Regions from separate parts of the Pan troglodytes genome. Here regions 2 and 3 are each linked to region 1. Evidence: chromatin contacts called from public Hi-C data. All regions are on one chromosome and are shown on one strand. The core of a region is the stretch at or near the end of the contact, and the rest is flanking DNA. Distances in the headings are between cores, read along the strand shown. Region 1 holds the start of FAM72A (family with sequence similarity 72 member A). Region 2 overlaps SRGAP2 (SLIT-ROBO Rho GTPase activating protein 2). Region 3 overlaps SRGAP2 (SLIT-ROBO Rho GTPase activating protein 2).

Evidence for each region. A called contact is a pair of places that touch in the nucleus more often than the background predicts.
Region 2: a contact with region 1 is called in a Hi-C map of stem cell-derived neural progenitor cells, with 3 times the contacts expected there. The contact joins the enhancer-like site here to the promoter of FAM72A in region 1. A contact is called at or near these places in 1 of 7 Hi-C or Micro-C datasets (stem cell-derived neural progenitor cells) and 1 of 1 datasets of contacts at active chromatin or transcription factors (stem cell-derived excitatory neurons).
Region 3: a Hi-C map of stem cell-derived neural progenitor cells shows a contact between it and region 1, with 2.4 times the contacts expected there. The contact joins the enhancer-like site here to the promoter of FAM72A in region 1. A contact is called at or near these places in 1 of 7 Hi-C or Micro-C datasets (stem cell-derived neural progenitor cells) and 1 of 1 datasets of contacts at active chromatin or transcription factors (stem cell-derived excitatory neurons).

The regions. Positions count from the first base shown.
Region 1 is chr1:42,876,685-42,880,487 of NHGRI_mPanTro3-v2.0_pri, forward strand. It overlaps FAM72A (family with sequence similarity 72 member A), which reads left to right and starts at 1,597. Exons shown (of 5, transcript XM_054674253.2): 1 at 1,597-2,058; 2 at 2,249-2,466. The coding sequence starts at 2,315. SRGAP2 (SLIT-ROBO Rho GTPase activating protein 2) reads right to left here and starts at 2,828. Exons shown (of 24, transcript XM_009441371.4): 1 at 2,660-2,828; 2 at 270-878. The coding sequence starts at 336.
Region 2 is chr1:42,631,587-42,635,389 of NHGRI_mPanTro3-v2.0_pri, forward strand. It overlaps SRGAP2 (SLIT-ROBO Rho GTPase activating protein 2), which reads right to left. Exons shown (of 24, transcript XM_009441371.4): 21 at 2,675-2,821. Among named protein-coding and RNA genes, the nearest start is that of IKBKE, 14 kb to the left of the region's middle. Within about 2 kb of position 1,830, at least 2 of the 24 cell types and tissues checked have an H3K27ac peak or open chromatin away from gene starts, as enhancers often do. A contact at or near this core is called in stem cell-derived neural progenitor cells, where this site is marked.
Region 3 is chr1:42,683,380-42,687,182 of NHGRI_mPanTro3-v2.0_pri, forward strand. SRGAP2 (SLIT-ROBO Rho GTPase activating protein 2) reads right to left here. Exons shown (of 24, transcript XM_009441371.4): 9 at 1,149-1,250; 10 at 1-127. Among named protein-coding and RNA genes, the nearest start is that of IKBKE, 66 kb to the left of the region's middle. Within about 2 kb of position 1,997, at least 10 of the 24 cell types and tissues checked have an H3K27ac peak or open chromatin away from gene starts, as enhancers often do. A contact at or near this core is called in stem cell-derived neural progenitor cells, where this site is marked.

The DNA of each region.
Region 1 (3,803 bases), core at 347-2,846:
TCCGGCTTGGGGGAAAGGGCTGCCAAAATCATGGTCAGCCCCACAAAGATACTCCTACAGCCCACTGCAAAAATTCCTTTCCAGTGTCAATGGCCCCCTGGCATTGCCCATCCTTTAGAGGTTCAGACCCATCTATGAAACCACCTCTGGGGTCGGCCTGCCCCCATCTGCTCCACCCAAAGAAATGAACAACCTGCAAATCACCGTGGAAATACACGCCTCACCAGTCCACAGAGCATTTGCAGTGTGCTATTTTTCAAAGCCCTTACCTTTGACCTGAGTATCGTACTCTGCTATGATCTCCTTATCCTTTTTGAATTTGGCTGGAGACGTCATGTTTTCCTTCTTTCTTCCAAATTCGAATTGTGAATTGATAGATCCACGGAAAAAATCCAATCACCTAAATCAATACCTCCAAGACCGCTTCTCTCGAGGGCAGAAGGGGCCCCCCACGGTGGTCTCCAGCGCTCCGTGGAGCGCGGGCTGCGGGCTGGGCAGACGGCTACGGCGGGCACATGCAGACGGTGGGCGCTGGGGCCGGGTGCGGCGGCGGCTGGTGCCTGTGCTAGAGCCGGAGCCGCAGCCTCAGCATTAGCCGGGAGAACTGCAGCGCCCGGAGGCTGGCCTGGGGTCTGACATCAACGACACAGGCGGGGAGTGGAAGTCCTTCCGCACAACATGGTGTGGGGCTGCGGGGGTGTGGACGCGCCCAGCTGTGTCCCCGGGAGGGAGTGGGTGCTTTTCGGGGTGCCGGGGGAGGGCTGGGCGTGCTTCGCGGTTTTTTGTCGTAGAGGCTCAAAGATGCTGCAAATCAAATCCCAAACGGGAGCCGCAACAGCGCAGACTGGATCGGAAGTCGTTTGCTCCGGTTCACTTGCCTGTAAATGCAGGAAAAGGGGGAGGGGGCGATCAGCCAGAGCGCAGATCCTAATCGCGGCGGGGGTGGGGTAGGGGACGTCGTTCCGAGCCCGCCCTGGGCCCATTCCTGTCCGCTTAACGCCTCCCCGCCCGCAGAGCCCGGCGCTACGAGGTGGGGAGGAAGGAAGCTCCCTCCGGATTTTAAGGCTGAAAGAAAACACTTTGGAGCAGCCGCCTGCGCGGGCTCCGGGCGGGGACTGCAGGAACGCGGGGCACCGGGCGGGGACTGCGGCACCTCGGCGGCCTCCTGAGCCCCGCCAGCGCTGGGCAGCGGCCAGCCCGAGGGAGCCCTCCCGACCTAGCCCCCGTCGTGGCCCCAGACCCCCGGCCGGGGCACCTCCCTGTACATCAAAGGGGATCAAAGCCGGGGAGGGACAAGCCACCCGGGCACAACTTTTCTTCCCCTCCCGCCCCTCCTCCTAGTTGTTTTGTTTTTGGTTACTAGCTTCTCTTGGCAGCAAAATGTTGATGGGGGGGGGGGGGGCAAATCTGCAGGAAAAAGCCTGCTCGGCACGGGACACATCCAGGAAAACAATGTGGTCAGCTGAAGCAGGAAACGGGTTAGAGGATAGGGTCGGAGCCGGGAAAACCGGGGGGCGGTGAGCGGAAGGCAGCCGTCGCCTCCCTCAAGCTACGGACGATAGTGACTATAAATGCCACCCCCAATATTTTTTTGACACCCAAGCTCAGAGATCTCAGATATCCCACCCAATCCCAGGCTGGGGATGGGAGGAGGTCGGTGAGGTCGCAGTCCTGACTCCTCGCACCAGGCGGTGCCCGAGAAGATCCGGCCCCGGACGAGGCCCAGGGGGCTGGAGGGACGCAAGCGGGAGCGCGGAGCCCGGCGGCTAGCTCCCTCGCGTGCCGCAGCGGCGACCCTTTCTACTTGGTCTTTCCTTTTCCTCCGAGCGCCGGGAGAAGGAAGCTCCCGCTAGCGTCTCCCACTTCCCGCGGCTGGAGGAAGGGGCCACGCTGAGGGAACAAGACAGGGAGCAGAGGCGGCGGGGTTCAGGCGAGCGGGAAGCGGGAAGCGAGAGGCGGGTGTGAGATGGGGTCCTGAGGCTGGAAGGGAGCCCGGGGACAACTGGAGTTGCACACGCTCGGAAGGCGGGAGGCGGCAAGGAGAAGGCTGCCTTAGAGGTGAGGGGAATTGGGGCATGATCATGGGCCGCGATGTTGCGTGAAGCGCAAGGATGTCAGGAACTGTGGGGACCGAGATGTGGTCTAGGGATGGGAGTGGGCGAAGAGAAGTCCATCGGGGCGGGCCGGGGGGTGGGACTCGGGGAGAGCCCCGGAAGCTGCGCGGAACACCCATCCTCCTGGGTCCTAGGCTGGGACCCGGGCTGTCCGCCAGGGCGGGGAGACACTGGAGGAGGCCGGCCGATGATTACGCGCGATGCCAACGACGACTGCCCCACGGTGGACCGCGGCTGCCCGTGTGCGGAGGAAAGGGAGAGGCGGCTGGGTGCCGGCTGCGCTGCGGTCCGTGAGCCAGGACGGAGTCCCAGGCTGTACAGTGATGGGCGGAGAGACTCGCAGTCCTGAGAAGTATTATGGGCTGTACTGGGAAATTTGGAGAAGGTGGAGGGGGGGCGGTCTGAGGGATTCCGGGCGGCACCGCTAAGGCGATGCCGCGAGCAGCATCCGCGCCCTCTCCTTCCCGCCCCAACCCGGGTTTGTTCAGTCAGGGCTCCAGACCGGCGGCCGGGAGGAAGAAAAGGAAGAGGGAAGGAGCCTTTACCTGGCTCTGACGCGACGGGTCCCGGGCCCCCGGCTCCGCTTCCCACTCAGAGCTCTCCTCCCCTCTCTTCCCCGCCACCCGTTTCTACGCAGATCGGTGCCCCAGTCCCTGGAGGAGCCTCCGCCAACTCCGCAGGACCCCGCCGGGAAGTAGAGCCCACCCCTTTACCAATCACCGCCCGTTTTCTATCGACCGATGGGGCCCATAGCCAATAGGAAGAGCTGATCCCGAGAGGCTCGGAATGAGGGGGAGGAGCTGGCAAAACTTGGAGGTGTGACTAGCACTGCCGAGGCGTGGTCACAGATTAAGCTCCACCCCGGGTTGTTGAACCCCTAAGTAGAACTGATGGGCGGGATTAAGGTGGAACCGACGACCAAACACAAACTCTTGAGCTAAGGCACGGCCAATTGGGCCGGGGTAGAGAAGAGGGGTGTTGCGGAGAATTTTAACCAATAAAGAGTAGAGACCGGTGGAGACTGTAGACCCTCTTCCAATAAGAAGCGGGAAGGGCGTGCCTTGCCACTTTCACTAGGGCGAAGGCAGGGATTGCCGAAACCTCCCGAAGCCGGCCAATGAGATCGGAGGCGGAGCCAAGCTCAGCCAACCAGAAAGCCGAATTGATCTCAGCACCGTTACTAGGGCGGTGCCTACGGTCTTCAAGCCACTAAGCTCTCGTGAGGGGAGGCCCCGGAGCCTTCCAATGAGGGACTGGGGCTAACTCTAGTTCTTCCAATCGGTGCGCGGCGCTGGCAATTCAAACTGATACCGGGTTGGAGAGGCAGGAAAAGCGGAAGAGGGAGCGAAAACCAACGTGTTCGGTGACAGACCCCAGCGCCGACTGAGCCTCTAAAGCGACTTCAGCTCTGCCCCACCAACACCACCGCGCGCCCGGGAACAGCCGCTCCGGGAAGAGACCTGAGGGGACTGCGGGGGGCACGAGGGACAGCTGAGGGAAGGGAGGACGCGAGAGAAACAGCGCGAGCACGCTGAGGGCCGGGGGTTGCCAGGAGAGGGGCCCGCGGACCCGCAGAGCGGAGGAAGGTCCGGGAGAAAAGGGGCGGGACGGAGGAGAATCCAGGATCGCCTGGCAGAAAAAGAGAAGGGAGTTTCTGAATCCTGGGAAGAGGAGGCGTGGGTAGGGACG
Region 2 (3,803 bases), core at 580-3,079, 240 kb before region 1:
AGTCCTAGTCCTGTTCACTGCTGAGGTCTTCCTCATCTTTCTACCTGCAGGGCCTGGCCCAGGACCTGGCATGTATCAGTCACTCCGTGAGTCTGTCCACTCGGCAGTTTTAGGCTTGTGACTCAGCCGCTCTCGAGTGGAAAAAGGATGTTCTCAGAGTCTTCTAAGGCCCTGCTGAAATGAACCCCCTCTCTGCAAGGATTTCTCTAGCACCACTAACTCCAACTGCACTGGCACCACTGCACCACTAACTCCAGTTGCAGGAAGAATGGACCCCTCCCTCCTCTGTACCTTCAGAGCATCTGATGCTACCTGTCAGTTACCTGTCCATAGGGTCTTTACCTTGCCAGACTGTGAGCTCTGAGATCAGGGACCTCGTCTTTTTTATCTCTGAATAAACACCAGCAGTGCTTGGCACAACAGTAGAAACTTAATAAATGTGTAGAATTAAATGGAAGTGCCACACCCTAATAGCTCTTTGCTGATTTCCTTTTTCTGCTTGAGGATGGCTGACTCATGGGCTGAAACTGCTGAGAAGACAGACTTATGGGGTGGCTGTGGTGTGCCACGTCCCAGGCTAGGCCCTGGGGATGTAAAGAAAAGGAAGATACAGTTCTTGGGTTCAAGGAGCTCAATCTGGTGGGGGATCTGAGTGAAGCGTGAGTACCAAAAGGTATTCAAAGTGCCTTTGGAATGCAGCATAAGGGCACCTCACTCAGCCTGGGGAACTCAGGGATGTCAGAATGGCTTCCCCAAAGAGCTAAGTCTTTGGACTGAGTCTTGAAGGGAGATGAGGAGGTGACCAGGTGAGGAGACAGCAGGCGTGAGGGCCCAGGGGCGAGAGAGAACCTGGGCACTCAGGAAACTCAAGGAATTTGGGAGGAGGAGTGGTGTGGGGGGCAGGAGGTAAGACTCAAAGGCCGACTCACTCCTAAGGGCCAGACATGCCCAGGGGCCGCCGCTCACCCACCCACCAGGTGATGAGGCTTGTCCTCCAAGAACCCCATCCCAAGACTCCTGACACCAGCAAACAAGGAGTTCAAGGGAAGCACCTTAACTGTCTACAGATACTCTTTTTTTTTCTTCTTTTGTTTACCATTTCAGTTATTACTCTCTACAATTTCTATGCACAAATGGCATCAAATATATGATGGCTTAAAAATATGTACTTAACTAATTATCTAACTCTTCCTCCACCAACCCCGCCTTGGTTTCTGAGTTAATTATAGGATCACGACCTTTTGATTGTAGGGTTATAATTTAACACAGAATTGTAAATAAGGAAAAAAATGTGATTAGCCCACAGTTACTTGATATTGGCTTGCCCTCCCAGCAGGGCAGTGTGCTGGAGGGAAACAGAAACTTCTCAATTTTTTTTTAACTGGTCTGAATTAAATTATAACTACACTGAGTAAGTGATCTGAATAAACGACTTTACTAACTTGAGGGTGAAAGAGATGGAAAAGAGCCACGTGCCCCAACCACTCCCCCTGCTACCGTCTGGGTGGAAAAAAGCCAAGAGATCTGGGAAACCTGGTATAGTTTAAAAACAACAAGCATCCTTTATTCTCCTTCCAGTCTCAGTGTCCAGAGGCTACGGTTAACAGGTTTTCAAAGTGCAAATCATTTCATTCCTCAAAAGCCAGAGGGGAATAAAAACTGTACATCATCTCCAATCCATATTCATCAGGAGCGCCCTGGGGCTTGTCATCCTGCTGGCACGGGGCCAGGTTTCAGGGTCTGGCGGAAAGAGGTCTGTAGGCTTTGGGACTTGGTGTCTGGCCCCTTGAGATGAGATTAGTTCTCCAATAACCTGAATGCCTCTTGGGGAGGCGGCAGCACGCAGGCGTAGAATCCCTCTAGACAGCCAGATCGGGCGTGGGTGGAGTTTAAACCCCAGGATGTTGCTAACAGCCACAATGAAAGCTGGGGGTCAGAGGTAAGAGCCTGCTGAGCAGGAGTGGGGATCTGCAAAGGGACTAAGGGGGTGGAATAATACAAAAGGCCAAAGCAATAGGAACAAAATGGAAAATTATTTCTCCTGGTGTGAAAGGGCAGAAGAAAAGGGAGCTAGGGGTTAGCCAATGAATGAAGAGCTCAGGACAAAGCTTTCCTTGGGGACATCGTGGCCTCCTTTCCTCCACAGGAGTGAACGCAGGACAGGGGGAGGAACAGACACATGATATCTCAATAAACCCACCTGGTGTAACATCAGCCTAGTAGAAGCCACACACAGACTCTGAATCTTTGCACGAACATGGGTCAAGGAAGACAGACATCAAAGACTATTATTTGAGTATGGATTGGAAAAAAGAAGGCACCTCTGAGAAACAATACAAAACCAGGTTGCATAAAGTGACCAAAGCTTTGGTCAAAGTTTTAGCTGTAAGACTGCCACAAAGGTCTGGGTGGACAGACACTGCGGGAACACACAGTAAAGCACCCTTCCACAGCACGAGGGCAGCTAGCTGGAGACCTGGACCTGCCCCGAGGCTTGTAGCAGCATCCTCAGCCCTGTCCGCCTTGCAGCAGCAATGACCACATGCAAACTGTTAGGCTGGGGGAGCTGGGAGCCCTACGTGCAGCACAGGAATGGAGATGGGGGTTAGGCCAGAGGGTGAGGCTGGGTGTTGCAAGTCATTCAGGGGAGCAGAAAATGAAAAGCAGAGCTTACTTGTTGATGTTTGCAAGATAAATATCGGCTACATGACCCCCACTGGGACAGCTGGCCCCCGCTCTGGCTGTCACCTTTTCTTCAGGTGGCTCAGAAATGACCTCAATCTCAGACTTGGGGCTGGACCTCTCCACGACACCGTCCTCGCTGGGGGAGAAGGGGCAGGCAGGCAGGGAGGAGGGAAAACAACAACAACACAAAAAGCAGTGTTAAATCGGCAAGATGGCCCCCCGACATACACGCGACCCCACACAGCTCTGAGGCAGCAGCGACACCTGGCTGGACTAGTTCTGTGAGCAGAGGCAAGGAAACCTAAGGGCCTTTGAAGGGTCGTTTAAATAAAAATAAATAATCCGCTGAGTTCTGCGGGCTCCTCAGCTCCTCAGGAAAGCGTGGCTAGGGGACACCTGGATTCGAGGCATCTGCCTTCTACCCCATGCTGCTTCCTGGGGAGGCCGTGCTGGGGCGGCCTCCTGGAGAAGGAGGCGGCAAGTCCAGGTTGTGGTTTATCGGCTGAGGTCCTGAGCACTGCCGGGTAAGGACAGTCAACTGTGTGGTGGCTCTGGAGACGGCGGCGTCGTGGCAGGACACCGCCACACACTGTCGTAGCGCCTCTAGCCCCGCTCAGAGCATCCAAGCCGGTCCCAGGTCTCTCCACTGCTCTCCTGGCCCCTCTGGCTACTGATGACAAAGAAAGCCCCTTCTCCCCCACAATTCATCTTCTCTTGATCCTGTGGTGAAGTCATAATGCTAAATTTGGGAGGGTCCTGTCCACGCACAGATTGCCACCAGGTTTGCGATGCTATCAACAGAGGGAGGATTTCCCTGCAGAACGAGCCGGGAAGAGGCTGGGAGGGTGCAGACTCACTCAGGATATCAACCTTTAAAAAATAATATTAAGGGAAGGACTAAAAACACTGACAGCATCGTATCCAAGGGAGGGGAGCTGGGGACAGAGACAGGGCAAAGGGACAGGGGGCAGGCTTGGGTGGGCCCACGGGACAACTGCTTCAAAGTGTGAGAATCAACCAACAGCCTATCAGATGAGATCTCTCTGGGACCAGTTCAGGTTTCCTTTGTTCCTTGACACCCTTTTCCCTCCTTCCCCCATCTTACCCTATATCAACCT
Region 3 (3,803 bases), core at 747-3,246, 190 kb before region 1:
TTTCGGAGACCGTGGACTTGACGGACTCCATGGAGTTGCTGTACTGGAAGCAGTCAGACACATCAAAGTCCTCGACAGTCACAATGTCCTGGATGGTTTGCAGGGTGGCCTCCATTGTCTTCTTTACCTGCCACGACAAGGGCCAACAGGATGCATGAAGGGTGGGTTGTAAAACAGCAGGTGATGGAGAAGCTTGAAGAGAGTGGGCTGGGGAAGGCCACAGGATGCCATCAGAGTGTGCAGCTCTGCTTCCCACTGGACAGTGCTAAGTGAGAGGTAAACATCACATGGACTGCTACAGCATGCTACTCTCTACAGTGAAAACCTAAAAGCCACTACAACCCTTCATGCTATGTACTTGACCCAGATCTTTTAATGTTTACTTTTAAAATGTAATATTAGCATTATTATATTATATAACAATATTATAATCGAAGTTTTAAGGGAAAGAGAATAAAATAAATCTAAACCAACCCCTTCATACAAACAGCTAATTAAAATGTGTGATGGGCCTAGTACTGCAAAGCCCCAGGTTCTGTTTCATGACCTTCAACAAACTGATGAACTTGTTTGCTCATTTGCAAACTAAGTGACCTATCCCTACTTCTTCCTGATCTTCCTGCAGAAAGTAAGACTTACTGAGACACAAGGTAAGAAGCCACCTGAGCTCAACAGAAAGCTGGATCACCCGCCCTTTTGAACCGCTTTTTGAAAGCAAATACACTGAGCCCAGAAGAAACTCACCCTTTCCTAAGAGGATGGAGATGTTTGAAGTGTCAAAGTCAAAGGCCTCTGTTTGTTTGAACATGCTGGAAAAAGCTAGGCATGAGGAGGTGGTTTCAGAGACACAATATTGTTCACACAGCTGCCAAGTGCCATTTTGATTAAATGTGTAGAGGGGAAAAAAAGCATTTCGCAAAAGCTCAAAATAGAGCACAACCTTTGGCAATGCAAGAGCAACTTCCTGGAGTTCAAGGGCAGGATGTAGCAGAGGGGGAAAGTCCAAGCCTACATTTGGCTAGGAAATGTTTGCGGCCGCCCGGACATTCTCTGCATGCTCCTTCCACCTGCTCCCAGACGGGCAGCAGCAAAAGTTTCAACAGGGAAACTAAGAGTGTGGCTTTGAGCCTCCTAAGGAAGAAACTCACCTCTTCGTTTTCAATCTTTAGAGTGGATAAGCGAGACTGCAGTTGTTGGCATCTCTGTACCAGCTCACTCTGGACAGGCTGCTGGGCACAGAGCTGGGAAGCCTAACAAAAGAAAGCAACACCAGGTCAGAAAGAGGGTACAGTCCCTTTGGCAGTTCCAGAGTTCCCATTACTGGCAATGAAACTACCCATATTCAAGGTATAAGGCTCGTGGTTTCTATGTTGAAGCAAAACCCAAAGCCAACTTGTGTGAGCCTCTTCCAGGACCAAACAGTACATGAAAGGAATGGGTAGGGGGATCTGTTTGGAGCCCGGCAGGTGTAGGTCTATGTAGGGTCTGCAGCTCCATGGAAGGCTGAGGAGGCTGGAGAAGAGTGCCTCAGGCAGCTCCAGCTCCAGAAACACAATGCTTTGGCACAGTGAAGATTTCCTGCCAAAGGTCCAAGTGGCCACCTCTCTGGCCCCTCCCTCATCCCCCTTCATACACCAGAGTGAAAGCAGGAGAGAAGTGGGTCAGGAGGCTAACTTGCCACTGCTGGCAGCCAGCATGTGTTTACAAATCCAGGCCATGCATGAGAGCTTTGATTCAATGAGAAAGCGTGAAGCCAGGAACAAGTTTGTTGCCTATGCTAGAGGGCCCGAGAGGGTATGGAATCTGAAGGAGCTTGGCATTTTCTAAAGAGCCATCATTTTACCCCAGGCCTTCCCTAGATCTGTAAGAGAGGAGTCTGACCTTCCTGCAAGGATTATTGCCAATTAGCTTTCCCCTGTGTGAAGGAATGGCTGTTCCACTGTCTCCCATTGGAGATGTGGTTATGGGATGAGGTCATCCACAGTCCCCTGGATGACAGATGAGGAGCAGAAGGCTGAGAGAGTTGGGAGGCAGGACCCATGTGGAGACAGCTCCTGTCACCTTGTTACCGTTCGTCCTTTAGCCTCTTGTCTGCAGAGAGACATCTGGATAGAAATGGCCTCCTTCCTCCTCAGCAAAGAGTGGGCACATTCACATGCCCACGGACCATTCCCTTGCTTGAAAAGAAAAAATCTTTCTTCAAATGGAGGGGGCTGGGACTTGACCTTTTCCTCCATTGGCTTTTAAGCTCCCAACTGACTTGACCTCTTCCCTCAGCTGAGAGGCTGGCCTGAGCCAACTCTCAGATCCACAGAGAGCTGACTCCACTCTAACTCTTGGATAAGCAGACACAATGGAGAAAGCTCAGTGGCCAGAACCGGTTAGCGCCAAGAGTGAAATTCTCTGGCTGCCTGATGTCACCAGTCAGGCATCCAGAGTCCCACAGCCTCTGAGGGCACCAAAAATGGAGCCAAGCACCTCCTCCTAGTACATCTGAGAGCACTTGGCATCAATTCATGTGCTGTGCACCCCAGAACACCAGTTAGTGTGGGACCTTGGCCAATTTTAAGGCTTCCGGTCAAAATGCTACCCAATCTTTGGCCCTAGTTCAACGACTTCCAGGCAGCTCCCTCCTGTTGCCTCCACAATCTGCAGACAACCCACACTGATGGGGATAGACTGGCTGCAGAGGCCAAGAATGACCCACCCTCTCATCTCTTTTTATTTTCACTCATATGAAGGCTAGGCTAGAATGCGGAACCTTCACAAGCTCCAGGACTGGTCCTGGCCCCTGCCTGGCTCAGCCACTGATCAGCTATATTACATAAAGGGATGGCCCTGGCAGAAGAGTGAGCTATTGATTTTTAAAGTAACCCAGACCTAGCAGAGAGGAATCATGGAGGGAAAAACCACCTCCAAGCCTGTTCCTTTAAGAAGTAGCAGAGCTGATGATGATGCATGCTTTGGCAGTGGTCCGCTACCAGGGTGCAAGGTAATACACTTCAGCTGCACTCCGGAGTATGGAAATAAGGCTCTGACAGGGGGAGGAGGGGGCTTGAGCACCCAGCATCTGGATTCCTCCTTTATGGAGACAAGCTGTTTGGCTCAGAAGGCAACTCAGTCACTAACACCAGAAAATGTATCACTCCACTCAGCTGGTCCCCAAGTTCCACTGATCCCTGGGAAGGAACCTCAGTGACAGCTGGAGAAGGTGCTTGGAAGGCAAGTTTGACCAGAAGCCAGGGCAGGTGAGGAATGGGGCTTCCTGAGGCTTGGTGACACCCCTTCCCCCAATTCTAATTGCACATGCTGCCATCTCACTTCTCCATCTGTTCAGACACTGACATTTCCTAAGCCACAGCAATGGAAATGAACTGTAAATGGTTTGATTTTCCCCAAGAAGGAAAGGAAGGAAACCAACTCCACATTTCTATCTCCAGGACAGCGTCTCACTCTCCATAGAGGCCAACTGATGACAGCAAATCCTCTGGTTCCACTGCCACAGCTGTCATTCTGGAGTGGGGATTTCTAGAGTCTGGATGCTAATCTTAAGGGAAGCATCATTCCTGAGGAGCACACATGTTGCTGTTTTTTGGTCCCTGGCGTCCACTCCTCCTTTTTTTGGTAGCTTTGGTCTAACCGCCCTCGGCGAGGGGAACCTCCCACTCCACAACTCAGGCCACGTGCTTTGCATGGACCCAGGCATAAGCACTTTACCCAATCAAAACCAATGAGACACACAAACTTTATGGGGGCTTTGAGGAGGGAGGCAGAGACTCTTTCCACTAGATTTCAACCTACCA